2 separate regions of the Ovis aries genome follow, and region 2 is linked to region 1. Evidence: chromatin contacts called from public Hi-C data. All regions are on one chromosome and are shown on one strand. The core of a region is the stretch at or near the end of the contact, and the rest is flanking DNA. Distances in the headings are between cores, read along the strand shown. Region 1 holds the start of RRS1 (ribosome biogenesis regulator 1 homolog). Region 2 holds the start of VCPIP1 (valosin containing protein interacting protein 1).

The links. Hi-C and Micro-C count contacts between places; a contact is called where the count stands out from the background.
Region 2: a contact with region 1 is called in a Hi-C map of muscle, with 4 times the contacts expected there. The contact joins the promoter of VCPIP1 here to the promoter of RRS1 in region 1. A contact is called at or near these places in 4 of 16 Hi-C or Micro-C datasets (mesenteric adipose tissue, muscle, skin fibroblasts and 1 more).

The regions. Positions count from the first base shown.
Region 1 is chr9:43,654,117-43,657,613 of ARS-UI_Ramb_v3.0, reverse strand. It overlaps RRS1 (ribosome biogenesis regulator 1 homolog), which reads right to left and starts at 1,271. Exons shown (of 1, transcript XM_015097790.4): 1 at 1-1,271. The coding sequence starts at 1,154. The coding sequence ends at 57.
Region 2 is chr9:43,856,433-43,860,053 of ARS-UI_Ramb_v3.0, reverse strand. VCPIP1 (valosin containing protein interacting protein 1) reads left to right here and starts at 2,359. Exons shown (of 3, transcript XM_004011714.5): 1 at 2,359-3,621. The coding sequence starts at 2,602.

The DNA.
Region 1 (3,497 bases), core at 22-2,521:
CTAGAACTTAGCATTAAGTACAGTTCTTGGTTTAGGAGAAGGTCCAAGGATGAAATTTACTTCCTCCTCTTTCCTCCTTGGTGTTGCCCCCCTTTTCTCTTGCCACTCAGGCCGGGAGGTCCGGAATTCATCTTGCCTCCCAAACCCCCTTTCCTCTTCCCTCCTTGGCTGGGCGGGCCCCCCTTCCTCTTACCCCCGGGACCCTGTCGGGCCCCCTTTCTCTTGCCCTTCTGACTCATTTTCCTCCGCTTGGCCGCCTCCTCCTGGTCCTCCTCTCTCATCTGCTTATTGGTGGCCCTCGTAATGTCCAACTGAGGCTTTTTGCTGTTCATCACTCGCAGCATCTCCAACTGGCTCTTTCTCTCGGCCGCAAAGTCCCCGAAAAGAGGCTGAAACTTCCTCTTCTTGCCAGAGCCCCTGGGCGCCTTCTCCTTGGGCAGGCGCTCCTGGAAGCGCCCCACAGAGGCAGTGGAGACCTTGGCCACCTGCATGGCGCGGCCCAGCTCCTCCTTACTCTGGTGTCCAGTAGGGTGCATGCCGGCCGCGCTGGGCAGCTGCATCTTGTGCGCGCGGGCCAGGTTACGCAGCCGGTTCAGTTCGTTCTTGGCCACCCGTTCCTTCTTAGCCTGAATCCGCTTGGCGAACTGGTCCTCCATGGGGTCGGCATTGCCCGGCACCTCGATCAGCCACTCCTTGGTGTCGTCGCGGGCTCGCTGGTAGCCCCAGCGGCGGCGCCACTGGCCGCTCACCTCGTCCCACACCAGATTGGTTTTCTTCTTGGGACGGATGCCCTTGAGGCGCGCAAACTGCTGCCAGCGAGTAAGAGGCCGCGGCCTGGGCACCGGCTTCTCGCGCGGCAGACGAGTGCTGGGTTCCGGCAGCCGTGCCACCAGCGCCTCCTCCACGCGCTCGGTAGGCAGCTGCCACAGCTGGTTGATGAGCAGCTGCGTGTTGTCCCGCGCCAGGGCCCTCAGCTCGGCCTCCTGTGTGGGTCCCGCGTGCCGCAGCCCGGTCGGGGGGTTCCGGTCAGAGGCCAGCAAATTACCCAGGTCGAACTCCAGCTCCAATTCCTTCTGCACCGTGATGCGCTGTAGCTTCTCTGCCTCGTCCCGCTCCGCCTTTGCCAGCAGCTCCTCCACGCTCTGGCCCTCCATGGCTCCGGTTCGGCTCGCTACCTCTGGGAGACAGTTCTAGTCACGACTCCTCCTACAAGGGTTAAAGCCGCGGCACCCCAGACACGTGCGACTTCCCGGACGCTCGACCCGGAAGAGAAAGTTCCGCTTCCGGGGCACCCGGAAGGGGCTCAAGGAGCGGGCTACCCGAGGAACGGCCGGCAGAGGGCGGTGTTAGAGAGCAGATGAGATTAGAGGCAGCCTTTGGGGTGGAGCCCGGAGGTAGGCGGAGCCGAATCTACGAATTCCGAGGCCTGATTGGGACCTTGGCTCCCAGGATGCCCCTGCGGGAGGGGGTGGTCCTGTGCGAGCTGGGCAAGTTAGGGGGCCGCGGACTAAGCGGGCCCGGGAGCGACTGTTAGTTTTAGTGTGTGTAAAAGTCAGTTCTCAAGTTGTTTAGCCAGTCATTTTCACCAGAGCCTTGACACCTGTTCATGGTGTGCCCCCGGGTGTGGGCACTTCACCTGGGGATGTACAGAAAGCTAAGTGGAGACGGAGACTTTGTTTTCTTTGGGAGCGAGCGGGTCTGGCGGTTAGACCGCCCTGAAGGGGCGCGGCTGTGCCCCCATCCTGGCGACTTCAAGTCTGGTCTCCGGAGCCCAGGGCCACCTTCTCTCCTGGCTGATGGCAGAAGAGCGCGGGGCTCAGCTGTTAGACCGCCGGGGTTCCGACCTTGACCGCTCTGGTGTTTGACCTTCGGCTGTGTAACTTGTTTGTGCCTATTCTTAAACCTGTAAGATGGGGTTGCAAATATTACCTCCCAGGTCTGCCGTGAAGATAAATGAGTTAATATGCTCCCAAGGGAGCTTACACTGGAGTCTTGGGCATATGAGTGCTCAATAAATGTGAGCTAAATACCAGTAATTGTTTAATTCTCATCATGGCTCTGGGAACTCTGCTGAAAAGGCAGTCTTATACAGTGATTAAACACCAGGTTCTTGAATCAAGCTACCTAGAATAAGATCTGGGTTTCTTGTACCCACATTGGTCAGGTTGTTTAACTTAAGTCCTATTCATAAGTTGATGAATATGAATCATTAGTTCCTGGTACATTGTAAGCATTCAGTAAGTGTTGGCTACTGTTATTCACTATATTCCGCTGGTGACAGAAGCAGGCTCAGAGAAGTAAAATGACTTGTCTAAGGTTATACAGCCAGGAAGTATGGGAGCAGGAGAAGTCTAAACTCTGGCTCTAAAACTACATACATATTCTCTGCAATGTCTTCCAGACTCTTGATACTCAAAAAAGTGTGGTCTGTTGACCAGCAGTACAGCAGCATCTGGGAGCTTATTAGAAATGCAGAGTCTCTGGCCTTAGCCCAGATGTTATGACTCAGAACTTTTATTTTAACAAAATATCTTAGTGATTAATGGAAATGAAAGGGGTTAGTTGCTCAGTGATCTCCAGAATTCTATGAACAGAGAAGCCCAGCAGGCTACAGTCCATGGGTTCTCAAAGAATTGGATTCAACTGAGCAGCTAACATTTTGACTTTCATGGCTTCCCCGGAGGCTCAGATGGTAAAGAAGCTGCCTGTTGTATGAACCCAGACCCTAGTTCAATCCTTGGGTTGTCAAGATCCCCTGGAGAGGGGAATGGCAACCCACTCCAGTATTCTTGCCTAAAGAATTCCACAGACTGTATAGTCCATGGAGTTGCAAAGAGTTGGACATGACTGAGTGACTTTCACTTCACTGGGAGTAGTGAAGAAGGGGTTAGCTGAAGAATTAACCCGTAGAAATGGACATTATAGCAATTAGGAAATAGATTCACTTGAATGTCTGCTAAAGAGGGCTTTAGACACACGCCTGTCACACTTGCTTCCTGAGTTTGGGCTCTTCTTGAGCTGATTGACTTTTCTCAGCTCTGCTCTGTTCATTCACTCAGCAAACATTTCTTGACTGCAATTTATGCCTCAGGAATTTGACTCTAATATTCTTTCTTCCTCTTTTTAAAAAGCATTTTAGGATTTGCTGGGGATTTTCTGAGTGTTTGCCTTAACACTCAACACCTTAATACCAATCATCCCATGGGGCTGAGGCCAGGTCATAGGTCTTATTAGGCAACCTCCTTGGACCTTAAAGCTCTTGGGGTTTGCCATAGGAGAGTGTTGAGGACACTGATATAACTATTCTGGGCTTGGCTTAGATTCATTCATTTAACAAACATTTGAATGACTACCATGTTTGAGGCACTAGATGCAAAGATTACTGAGACTTTATGGAACAGTGGAGAAGAAAGAAAGGTTAAGAGAAATTTACAATATGGCATGATTAAGCCTTTAACAAGAAGTACAGCTCTGTAGAATTGAGCTCTTTTGTCAGT
Region 2 (3,621 bases), core at 1,110-3,609, 200 kb before region 1:
TGGCCTCCAGTATCTCCTGAAGTTTGCTCAAACTCACATCCATTGAGTCAGTGATGATATCCAACCATCTCATCCTCTGTTGTCCCCTTTTCCTCTTGCCCTCAATCTTTCCTGGCATCAGGGTATTTTCTAATGAGCTGGCTCTTTGCATCAGGTGGCCCAAGTATTGGAGCTTCACCATTGATCATAAGAAAAATATAATTTCACCACAGGTGTAACTTCTCTGTCAAGGTATAAAATAATTTGCATTTAAAAGGCATATCTAGTTTCTCACCTTAGAACTAAAAATCAGTTCCAAGACCTTTTGTGTAGTGTACCACCAAATACTGTTAAAATAGTTTCCTGCATTAATCAATTATGAAAAACTTTATTGAAGATTATTCCCTTCAAGTTAAGTAACATTATTTCTCTTATACACAGATACCATTATTTTTGCACAGGCCAGGTAGAATTGAGCAAGAAAATAATTAACATTTAAAGGATTCCTAAAATGCATTTCTTTAGAAGAAAATTGTAGATAATTAGTGAAAGTCAGTACTAATACCTTTTAGGAATGTCTAGTTTATAGACAATTCATTTCAGAGCATCAAATTTTATTTATTCAGAAAAACCTAATGTGGTAAATATAGCCTTGGCAGCTACAGAAAATGGGAATGGGGTCATGGACTGTATTGATGTATCTATTTTGTGCCAAATGTTTCAGAAGTTTTGAGGTGGTGCACTTATCTAAGGTTTCAGAAAGCAAGAGTTTCCAGAACGATAAGAGAAAGGGGCTGACTGTACAATATTCAAAAAAATACTAGCTTTCAATTAATATATGAATGTGTTTTGCATGAGGAGACAGTTTCCTAGCACACAGTAAACATCCTTACAGCCCCTTGAGTCACTAAGAGCAGAGCCTGAGGCCTAACAAAAGGTCTGGGGTTAAAAGTTTCTTTTTTCTCTTGTAAGAAGTGGAGGGGGCTTCAGGATTGGGAACTCGTGTACACCCGTGGCGGATTCATGTCGATGTATGGCAAAACCAATACAGTATTGTAAAGTAAAATAAAGTTAAAAAAAAAAAAAAAGCACTCTCTGGATCTGAGAGATCCTGGTGATTTGACTTTGGACAAGTAATTTAATTCCTTCTAGTCTGTTTCTGTAAATGGAGTCAACAATACCTGGTAGAGGAGTTACAGGAGTGTGGGTGGGATGATCCGTGTGATCATGTTATGTAAACTATAAACCATAAGCGACTAAAAGTTAGTTACTATTTTGTACAAGACTGGCCTAACCTTTCCTGCCTATGTTCCTTGTCTGTAAAATGGGTACAGACCAAGGCCTGAGAGCTCCTGAACTTGAGCAAGTCATTTCCTTTTCGGAAGTGTTTCCTAGCAAGGTTGCCCAAGTATTGGAGCAACATTATGAAGATCAAATGTTATCGTGTATGTAAATGCTATGACAAACATATACCAAGAACGTAATAAATGATAGCCGTTATTACTCTCTGAGGGTAAGGAGCAAACAAAACTACTTAAAAGACTTTGGATATGTACTTAAATTCTGTACACATCCAAGGTATTTTTATTTGCACTGTAAACTGCAAAGACGTACATGGAACGAGGAAACAAATGGCGCCTGTGCTTCCCAATGGCGGGGGAGGGAAGGCAGTAAAGGGGACTCAATAGCCTCAGCGGCTTGTAATAGAGGCGGGAATAAGAAGAAAGGAGTGTGACAGAAAAAAAATTAAGTAACACTCCGAGAATCAATTCACCATTCTCCGCCTTTTTCTCTCATGACCTCCAGCCTTGATTAGACCATTTCACTCAGCTTCCCAGCCCGCCATGTCGCTGGACATATATTTACTGTACCTTCTTCACTGAGAGCCTTTCATTCCCCTCCCCTTCTAGCAGTCGTGAACTTCAGACCCTCTGCTTCCGACACCCATTCCCTTTAACTCTGTTTTTAACCAAGCTTCCCTGCATCCTTCCCTCCGCCTAAGGGGGAAGTGAGCTTGGTCGCACCGCAGGGCATCCTAGGAAATGTGGTCTCTCATACTCATTTCGCTTGGGCCTTAGAATGGGGACGACGACAAAAGAGATTGAGCTAGAACTACAACTACCGGAAGACAACGTGAGTGAGTCTCTTCCTGTCTGCCCCCATTCCTATTACTTTCCTCTTCCTCCTCTCTCCGGGCACCGAACCGCTTTGCCTCACGGTACTTGTAGTTCTTTGTGGACCCAAGCTCCTAGTACTTGACGGCCAGGCGAAAGGCTGAAAGACTCTAATTCCCAGAGGGCAGAGTGAAAGCTGCGCCTGCGCAGTCTCAGGGAGGGCGTGTATGTCTGTGTGTCTGAGGGAGAGAGAGCGAGAGTGAGTGAGTGTGAGTGCGGGGTAGGGTGGTGGCCGTTACGTTCGGGGCAACGGCTACGGCAGTGGAGAAGTAAGAAGAGAAACAACGTCCGGCGCTTCCGCCTTCGCTTAGGAGGAGGAGGAGCTGGTAGGGAAAGGAAAGTGATTCGCCCTGGGCCTGGACGAGACCGAGTCGGGCCGGCGGGGGTCTGGGCTATGAGCCTTTGAGGGTCGCTTGGGACGCGGAGCGAGACTCGAGAGCCGAGAGCTATGTCTCAGCCGCCGCCGCCGCCTCCGCTGCCGCCGCCGCCGCCTCCCCCAGAGGCTCCGCAGACTCCGCCGTCTCTGGCAGCGGCGGCGGCGGCGACTCCGGGGGGGCTCTCAAAGCGGAGAGACCGGAGAATCCTTTCCGGGAGCTGCCCGGATCCGAAGTGCCAGGCGCGTCTGTTCTTCCCGGCCTCCGGTTCCGTCAGCATCGAGTGTACCGAGTGCGGACAGCGGCACGAGCAGCAACAGCTGCTGGGGGTGGAGGAGGTGACCGACCCGGACGTAGTGCTTCACAACCTGCTGCGGAACGCGCTGCTCGGGGTGACGGGGGCACCCAAGAAGAACACGGAACTGGTAAAGGTGATGGGCCTTTCAAACTACCACTGCAAACTGCTGTCGCCCATATTAGCTCGCTACGGAATGGACAAACAGACTGGCCGGGCTAAGTTGCTCCGGGACATGAACCAGGGCGAGCTGTTCGATTGCGCTTTGCTGGGTGACCGCGCCTTCCTCATCGAACCGGAGCATGTCAACACGGTGGGCTACGGCAAGGACCGCTCCGGAAGCCTCCTGTATTTGCATGACACCCTCGAGGACATCAAGCGGGCCAATAAAAGTCAGGAATGCCTCATTCCCGTGCATGTGGACGGGGACGGGCACTGCCTGGTGCATGCTGTGTCCCGGGCCCTAGTGGGCCGGGAGCTCTTCTGGCATGCCTTGAGAGAGAATCTTAAACAGCACTTCCAGCAGCACTTGGCCCGGTATCAAGCGCTGTTCCATGACTTCATTGATGCTGCTGAGTGGGAGGACATTATCAACGAGTGTGACCCTCTGTTTGTACCGCCTGAGGGGGTTCCCTTGGGTCTGCGGAACATCCACATATTTGGCCTCGCCAATGTGCTTCATCGCCCTATTATTTTGTTAGATTCGCTCAGTGGCATGAGAAGCTCTGGTGATTATTCAGCCACCTTTCTGCCAGGGCTCATCCCTGCAGAGAAGTGCACCGGCAGAGATGGTCATTTG